2 separate regions of the Gossypium arboreum genome follow, and region 2 is linked to region 1. The links are chromatin contacts, called in public Hi-C maps. All regions are on one chromosome and are shown on one strand. Each heading gives the region's core, a stretch centred on a gene start, on an enhancer-like site or on the middle of the called end of the contact. The rest is flanking DNA. Distances are from core to core; before and after follow the strand shown.

What was found. Hi-C and Micro-C count contacts between places; a contact is called where the count stands out from the background.
Region 2: a Hi-C map of leaf shows a contact between it and region 1, with 4 times the contacts expected there. The contact joins the promoter of LOC108480942 here to the promoter of LOC108484584 in region 1. A contact is called at or near these places in 2 of 5 Hi-C or Micro-C datasets (both in leaf).

What each region holds. Positions count from the first base shown.
Region 1 is chr7:66,118,500-66,123,102 of ASM2569848v2, reverse strand. LOC108484584 reads left to right here and starts at 2,669. Exons shown (of 4, transcript XM_053030991.1): 1 at 2,669-2,750; 2 at 2,866-3,047; 3 at 4,136-4,225; 4 at 4,311-4,603. The coding sequence starts at 2,669. The coding sequence ends at 4,499. LOC108467967 reads left to right here. Exons shown (of 5, transcript XM_017768815.2): 3 at 243-426; 4 at 691-797; 5 at 902-1,373. The coding sequence ends at 983.
Region 2 is chr7:66,364,889-66,369,491 of ASM2569848v2, reverse strand. LOC108480942 reads right to left here and starts at 2,529. Exons shown (of 2, transcript XM_017784095.2): 1 at 2,194-2,529; 2 at 1,451-2,005. The coding sequence starts at 2,348. The coding sequence ends at 1,684.

The DNA of each region.
Region 1 (4,603 bases), core at 1,420-3,919:
TAATTTATACTATTCCTTCTGAACATTAGTTTAGTACGTATATGTGAAGATAAGCAGAGGTAAAAAACATGTTAACTTGGCATCCTCATGAGTTTGATGATCCAATCAATGTTCTCCAAACAGAATCTTGTTATCTTTTTATTCCTTTCCTTCCTTTTGTGTTCAATAAATCTTGCATATTTACTCTTCTGGTTTGGATATGATTTAGAGAGTTCCTAACTTTATGCTTGACATCTGGACAGTCGAGTTTTTGTTGGGGATGTCATTGTCATGAAGGACCCTGACGATTCTGATAACTATCTGGTCAGAAGATTGGCTGCCACTGAAGGATATGAAATGGTGTCTAAGGATGAAAAAGATGAGCCATTTGTTCTTGAAAAGGACCAGTGCTGGGTATTGGCTGACAATGAAAAATTGAAGCCCAAGGTATTAAATGTTAGTAATACAACCAAAACAAGTTCCAATTGCTATTGTTGTACAAATCAATAAAAGAGAAACAGTAATCTAGTTCATAAATTTGACTCTAAAGGCTGCTTGTTAGCTGCCACATGCTTATTTCTTCTACCATTCTAATTAATGAATAACTAACATTAATTTAACTTTTTATACATTGCTGTGAAGAATCTGATCCATGTTCTCCACTATTCTGTCTTCTTTTGTTTTTTTTTTTTTCTTCATTTGAGACTATAGGAAGCCAAGGATAGTCGGTTATTTGGTCCAGTTCCCATGACTGGCATAGTTGGCCGAGTTATATATTGTCTGCGAACAGCTGTTGATCATGGTCCTGTTCAGAACAGGTAACTGCTCTATAGTAATTATTTAACTAAAACCATAGATTTCACATTAGGTAAAAGTTCTACTTTTTGATGATTGTGCTGAAAATTCCATGTTCCTCTAACAGTCATTACAGTATGCGAAAGGATTCTCCGGTGTTGGAAGTAGAGCTGGATGTCGATGACATGGTGAAAAATCACAAATCCTAAACTGTTTACACTTTGAAAGTGTGCCTATTTGTCTTTATTACACCTTTTTCCCTCTGTGGGCATCTTTTCAGTTTAACATTGAAATTAAGGAGAGAATAAAGAAAAACAAAGAGGGCTTTTAGGTTCATGTGTTATTCATGAGGATGGTAGTTTGTCCTTACAAGATGTAAAGCAATTGGGGGAATTTCATCATATTATCTTTCCATTTGAAAACCACGAAGGGCTGCCTGACTTATGTTGGATTTTGAGTTTGGATCATATTGAACAATTGCTTTTATAGTTTCTAGTTTGAAAGCTTTGCTGAACTTTTGTGGGAAAAAAGTTGGGACTTGGGTACATCATTATATTTGGTTGTTCAAAGTTGGAGTCATGGTGATCCTTTTTTTTTTTTTTTTTCTGATTACCAGGTTCCTGCCCTCTTTGCGGCTTATTTTCTTTGGGGGAATCTAATCAAATATACTATAGCAATTTTAGGATATAATAAAAAGAAACAATTCCTATGTTGCACATCTAAGAACATGCCATTTGTCACTATAAATGTTTGTCATGAGTAATTATTTATTATATTTAAAAATGTCATTAAAAAGCAATAGTTAACTCAATGAATAAAAGAATATGGTAAGAAACTTTATACATATATTTATGCATATGTATATATATTTATTGTTAAAATAAAAGCACTGACTATATATATGCATATATATATAAAATTAGGCTGATATATACAATAAATTCTTTTGACCATATTTATGCCTGTATATTGTATATGCATATAAGAAACTATTAACCAGAATCAAAAATTATTTTCATATATTGGGACTAGAATCGGGACGTAATTGTAGAAAAAAATATTTGGTTGTTCAAAGTTGGGACTAAAATCGTTAATTTATATCTATAAACCAGAATAAAAAATATTTTCATATAAGAAACTATTAACCGGAATCGTTAATTTATGTATATATTTATACAATAAAAAATTGTTTTCATATATTGGGACTATAATCGGAACATAATTATAGGAAAAAAAATTTGGTTAAATTAATTATTTAGAAATACAGTTCTTAAAAAATCAAATTTTATATCTAATTCTGGTATGTTTCATTATAATATATATATATATATTTCATCAGTTACCATATTTATTTGTGAATAGATAATCCCTTAATTGTAGGCATAGCATAATATATTGTATAAATAGTATTATTTATTGATTCATTTTCCAGTCATTAAAATAGTTTTGAAGGGTGCATTTCTTAAAAGTTAAAATTAAAACTTATATCACAATTACCTATTGGTGGATGCAAAATTAGGTGAATGATAAATTTAAGTGCTAAATTGTATATTTTCCATGTTAAAAGCATTTGACTTCTTAAAGTATTAAAAATACCACTATAAATATTGTGCATTATTCATATAATGAATAATTGTTTTGAAATTTATTTATATGATAAATAAAAATATATTAACTTTAACGTCTACAATTAATAATATAATATCGACAGCATATGGCTATAAATACCTAACTTGCAAAAGATGAAGCCAAAAGTTAAGAATTGTTAAAAAAAAAAAAACAAAAAAAAACAAAGCGTCTACCCTATTTTCTTCTCTAATTTCATATCACCTTTTGTTACGCTAATATTTGAACCATACATTATTAATTTTTTAACATAATTCCTTTACAAACAATGTTCATTAAAATAGTTTTGAATGACGTATTTTTCGGTTACTATTTCTACTTTTTAAATCTGTATATTGCTTTACTTACAGGTTTTAGTTATGGAAGGAAACAATTCTAGAAAATGGCAAAGACAAATGACAAACATACACCAATGGAATTAATCTATGAGCATGTTTAGTTGGCTGTAATACCAACGCATTACAGCTCAATTCAGTAGGCACATCACTAAACCATCACTAAACCATTATTTGGTTGGCTGTAATTGGTTTATTTGGTTGGCTGTAATAAGCTATTATAGCCCTATTCCATACGGGCTTATTCAGGGCAAAAATGTTGTTTACCATTCGGTGGTCTCCCCACAGAATGATGATTCAGGAAATGGGTGGGTAAGAAATTAGCTAAAGCTTTCAATTCTACCCTCGCCATTATCCTTTCTTTCGCACGTCTGAAATCTTTTCCTTTCTTTTTCGTGCTTCTTCCTTCCACTGTAATATCAACAAATTCCCAACTTATCAATTTAAACATTTTTTTAATCCCATTTTCTCCGAACCCCATCTGCATTTTCTCTTCTTCTTCAACTCTTTTTCTCTTCAATATATTGACAAAATTGGAAATTCTTGATAGCTTAATCCATTGAAAAAAGAAATGAAGCATTTTTCGGGTCGTCTCGCAGGATCCAAGAACTATTAAGTTTTAATTCGGACCCAAATTTCAAATGCCCTAAATGTGTACAGGTTTTAAGAGGAAAATGAAATGGGGATTTCAGATAAAACTCTCTTTCGCCTTCTATACGTTCACTATCTAATTAATTTCTAGGAAGGGTTTCTATTTTGCATTTTTGGGTTTTCTTCTTTTACTGGGTATTTTATTTTATTGTCTTGGTTCTGGTTTTAATGCCCTTTGGCTTGCTTAGAAACTCCGTTTGGTGTCTACTAACTTAAACTTACTATCATTTTGGATTCACATGATCTTTGTTTTAGTTTAGTGTATGGTATGGCGTCGAATTATGTAATTTTAGCTGAAGCTGTTAATGCTTTAATGGGCTTTGTGTGCTTAAAACAGTAATTTGTTCGCTGTAAATTATTGATTCTAAACTCTGTTGATCTTTCTAAGGTTTGATATGTATAATATTTTTTTACTATATGTTTCACATATACCATTGATTGAGTCTATAGAATTGATGTTTCATAGTATACATGTTTCCTGGTGTTGGAACCTTGGGTGTTCATTTATACCATTGATTGCATCTGATTTTTTTTTTTTTTTTAATTTCCACCGGTCCTGTTAATTTCTTCTAAGAATGGCTGCAGCCAAAATGCAGAGAACAGAATATTAAAACAAGGGTATTTAGTTGCTTTTATTTTACCACTAACTCTTAATTTCATAATATCTAACCAAGGGCATTTAGTTACTTCTATTTTAGTTTGTGCAGTCCTTAGGTCTGATGTAGAGTTTTAACTTCATTTTTCCAAAGGTATTTAGTTACCATCCTTATCGGAAAGGGGCGTGGCTTGTGGAGTTTCTACATAATGATCTTAATCTAAAGACCCTTATTCTAGATCTGGTATGAAGAATTCTCTAAGTGCTCTTATTCATTTATCGATAATAACAAACCAACTAACATTTCTTTTTAATTTTATGGAGTTTAGGCTGATGGTGAAGAAAGATTGAGGTCACTACTTATACTTTCTTGTTTATCATTTCATGTCAAGGAAAACAAAATTTTTAGAGTTGATGAAAGCAAATATGCGTTTGAAATGAAATGGTTAGAGAAGCTCATATTAAGAATGGTTAACCTGCTTGAAAAAGATGAATTGTGTATATTGAAAAACTATTGAGGTTACCAATGAATTTAAAGAAAGGTGAAGTTTGGTTTTGTGTAGCACTTTTGAGAAATTAAATGCCATATGGTGTTATGGTTAGAATTGTTCATTGTCTACTA
Region 2 (4,603 bases), core at 1,280-3,779, 250 kb before region 1:
TTCCCCACTTTTTCGGTTATTATGAAACTATTGCAACAGCCAATGATCACTCGCCATTGCTGATAAATGTTGAAGAGCATATTTTCTTTATGCTTAACCATATAAGACCAAGTTTTGAAGTTTCTTTCATGCCACTTTTGTTGCGCTTGGAAAATGGAGTGTGTTAGATTCTATAGCCGGGGAAGTTTCAGAAAGTATATGAATCTAAAACAAACATGAAAACAAATGAAAGAAGCAACACAAGAAAAAGCTGTACAAAACTCTCACCCAAAAATAACATAAAAGTTGTAGGAAGTTAGAAGATGACATAACAAAAATAACAAAACTTAATTGTTCAGCTGATTAAATTTCGTTTTTTACGGCTATATAACAACTAAGCTGTAATTCAAAGTCACACCGAGCAATATAGTTTCCTTTTTTTTCTCTTTTCAGCAGTCATTCCCTAATGCTGCCTGCACAAAAGATGCATATGATCTTCGCATTCATCACTTCGGGAAAAGTGGGAAACCTGTAAGGGTTTGGTTTATGAGTACAACAAACCAAAATGGCCTACTACATGCTTGCTTGAAAGTTAATAAAGTGGGTCTATTTGGATGCCTTGATATGGATTTAAAATCAAAGCAATATACTAATGAGACACTGATTGTATAAGCAAAAACTTAGTTTTGAGATCTTGAATGCCTAATTTCTAGTCTTACATGCTAGTCTTACAATGTATGAACGTTATGTGTGAGTTTTTTCCCAAATTATTTTGGATCTAAATATCACCATATATAGATCCTACTTGGGTATATTCACATTTTCAATCCGTTGTACTTTGTATGGAGTTGAATCTACTTCTAATTGATCCAACATATATTTACTTGTCATTTGTATTGTAGTTATAATTATATTTGATGAGATGACTCGGTCATGGAACAAATCTTTTGTGTGCATGGATTCTTCAAGATTCCTTTAAAAGAGAACAGGCTAACAATGCATAGGTTCTTCAAGACCTGGTTTAATTTGCATTTCCTTGCATAAATGTGCATGAAAGCATGAGAAATAATTTGGCTTTTAGGGTTATACCATTTTTTTACGTCAACAGGTCCAATCCTGCACTGTTTGTTAACATCATGACGGGCTTTACAAGAGTAAACGACCAGCCATCATCTAATTTTTCGACACTAATAAGGGGGCCTTAATGGCCCAAATCCCGTCATCAGCCCTCCCCCCAATTTCCCTTGAACATTTCTGCTACTACCAAACAATAGCTCTCGCCATTTCCACTCTCTCTACTCGCAGTCCCAGTGAGCACAGCAATGCCGGCTCCAGGAGATTACTAGGACCCTGCCAGGCCCCTCACTGATTGCAATACGAAATGAAGAAAAATGTATTAGAAGAAACCATATGCACCATGAGATTTAAGCAAAAACATGAAGAATAAAGCTGATTTTGGGTCAAGGGAAGCTGGAAGAATCAACACAGTACACCAGTATTATTAAGTTCCCAATAATCCTTCAATACCTCGACATGCATGAGCACCTAAAAGGACCAATGAGAAATATCTTTCATCGAATTCACATTTAATTTGCGATAATCTACCAAATTGACAAACTAAAAATAAAAAGAACAGAGTCGTAGTGCTTCAAGCAAAACTAGCTTCTCCTATCGCCTTTTAAGCTAGTATCAACCCGAATACTACTAAATACAAGCATCATTGGCAACGGAAAAGCGTCTGGTTAGGCGTGCTGCGGCATGTTCCGAGACCAACCCTTGAATCATCAGAGTCTTCACTTCCCATGCCGAGTAAGGGAACCCTTTCCTCGCATACGAGTTCAGCAATGCAGCACTCGCCTGCTTCAGCAGCTCATTGAACACGTTCCCTTCTTCATTCACAGCCCTTGATTCCAACAATGTCATATCCGATCTGTACCGCTCACTCGCTCTCGACCCGAACACGTTCGATACCGTTGATCCCTGTGGGACCATCCTTGGCCACGCCTCTCTCCTGCTGCTCCAGAACCTGCGGATAAGTAAAGCTCTCAACATTTCGCATCCCCCCAACTCAACTCGGTGCCATAACTCACCGAGACAATATTAAAAGAAAACACTTTCTTAAAAACTGTTTGGTTTCTGGGTAACTGTGAGAAATACCGAAACAGATAAGCATATTGATATTCTTTATGGTTTTAAGAGAGAGAAAGGGCTTACTGAGGAGTGCATTTTTCTCGGGTTCTAGAGTAGAGAAACCCAGAGTGCCGTTTTAGAGTTGTTGAGGTCGTAGTAGATGATGAGACGGCTGCAAAGTAGGTGAGAGTGAGGAAGAGAATGAGTCGACTCAGTACAAGAGATATAGCCATTTTCATAACTTGTTCCAAGGAGTAGATCTAGAAGTGTTCCATTCCAAGGGAGGAACCGAACCGCTGTTTGGGATCTGATGGGTTGGGGTGATTTTTCTTGTTGGGCTGTTCGAAACGTGGTGCAGTGCAGATAACCTGCTCCCTACTTCAAACTTGCTACTTGAGGAACTGTTATTCATATCACGTGGCTACATTTTTCGAGATGGATTATTTTATTAAATTTTCTTTTGGACATGTTTGGCCTTAATCTTCCTAATATTTTACTGTTATTTAGCACGATTAAAAATACAAAAATTATATATGTTTTATTAATTGGTACATATGTGACGTAAATGGAAATAATTTTGTAAAAATATATTTATTGAAAGTGTAGGTAAAAATTAAATAAGTGTTTTGTTGAAATAGTAAATTTTAAAAGTTAAATATTATGTAATCAATAATATTGTTTGAGTCGAATTCAATGGGTTGATCAGATTGATCAGAATATCGATTCGAAAAGAGATTTTGAATTAATTGATTTGGGAACTAATAAGGATTAGTTGAATCCATTAAATCAAATTTGTTTATTTTTAGTTTTAGTAATTTTTTAATTGAATCAATTAAATTGATTAGATCGACGAATCAATTAGACGAACAACTACTCGTCGATCATTTAGACTATCAATTCGCTTTTTAAAAAATATTAGTTTTTATTCAAATCTTATTATATAATTTTTATTAATTTTATATGAAATATATAAAATAAAAATATTCTCGTGCTGATTGTGTTTTCAGTTATTTTTATCAATTAGACTATAAGTGAAGTAATGAAAATTTTAGGTACAAATATTTATTAATTTCTGTTGAATTATTAGATGTTTGATTTATTTTAAACAAAAAAATTGTAACTGTTTTATTTAAATATTTTATATAAAAATATGAAAACATCAATTATTATAATAATATTTAGGATTAATATTTGATAGATATACTAATTATTTTATTATAGTTTATGTAGTCTAAAATATTGAGTACTAAATATTTTTTCATAAGTGATTTTTGAATTGTTTGTTAATGCCGACGAATTTGATTGAGTATATAGATTACGAACCCTGTCTATATAAAAGAAAATTACATACCTTGTATAGTTATTAATGAATTGAAAGTCGAAACCCATATCCATATCTTCAATCAGTGTCTAGGAGTTAAATGGTTTTATTGTGGAGAAAGATGGAGGGTAACCTTATCCTTTTGAAATCCCCAAAAATGAAGCACATGACTTCTCGTCGTAGTACATCGTCCACGTGAAGGAAGAATGGCCCAACATTCCTTTTGTTTTTACATGTGTTACCTTGTCCTTCTTCCCCCTCATGTTTTTGGTTAATATTAAAGGTTAAAACATTCTTTACACATTTATTCTAACTAAATTACAGTATTATTCACTAAATTATGGATAAAATTTTTATTTGATAATTTAATTAAAAAATTTACAATTTGGTCACTGAATTATTCAAAAGTTTTTATTAAAATCATTAGGCTGTTAAAATCGGTGCTATATAATTTTCATTGTTCACACTGTTTGCACCAATCGAAAGCTCGCTTTCCCCTTCTCCTCTACAGTTCAATTTTTTTTTTCATAAAACAGCTTTGGACGTCATGGATCTATGAACCAAAATTCAAACAAAATTTTCTCCGAGCTCCAACACTAACTGTCAAGTCGACTTAGATCTAAGGTATGCTCTTCTACTTGTTGATGGGTACTAATCCATCATATCGATCATTGAATCGTTGCTTGAAGCTCATTGTCGGAACTATTTTTTTCTAAAAAAACTTAACAGCCCAATGACTTAAATAAAAAAAACTTTTGAATAGTTCAGTAACTTTAATGAATTTTGAATAGTTTAGTGACCAAATTATAACTTTTTTTTTATAACTAAAAGATCAAAACGAGAACTTCTCATAGTTTAGTGATTAATGGTGTAATTTACCCTATTGTATATTTAAAATTTAATTTTTCAACTTTTATTTCAAAGAATTTCGTCCCTTTATTCTTTGGATTCAAAATGCAAGCCCAATTATTAAATTTGTTAAAACTCTTTTATTAAATTCAGGTTCATTATAATGTCATTTTTCTATCACATAACTACTAAGTGAGTTTTTTTTTTCTTTATTTAGAATGTCATACCAATGAATTTAATAGAAAAATTTTAATCGGTGTTAACAATTGAACATGAATTTTGAAATTTAAAAGTTGAGAGACTAAATTTCAATTGTACAAAAAA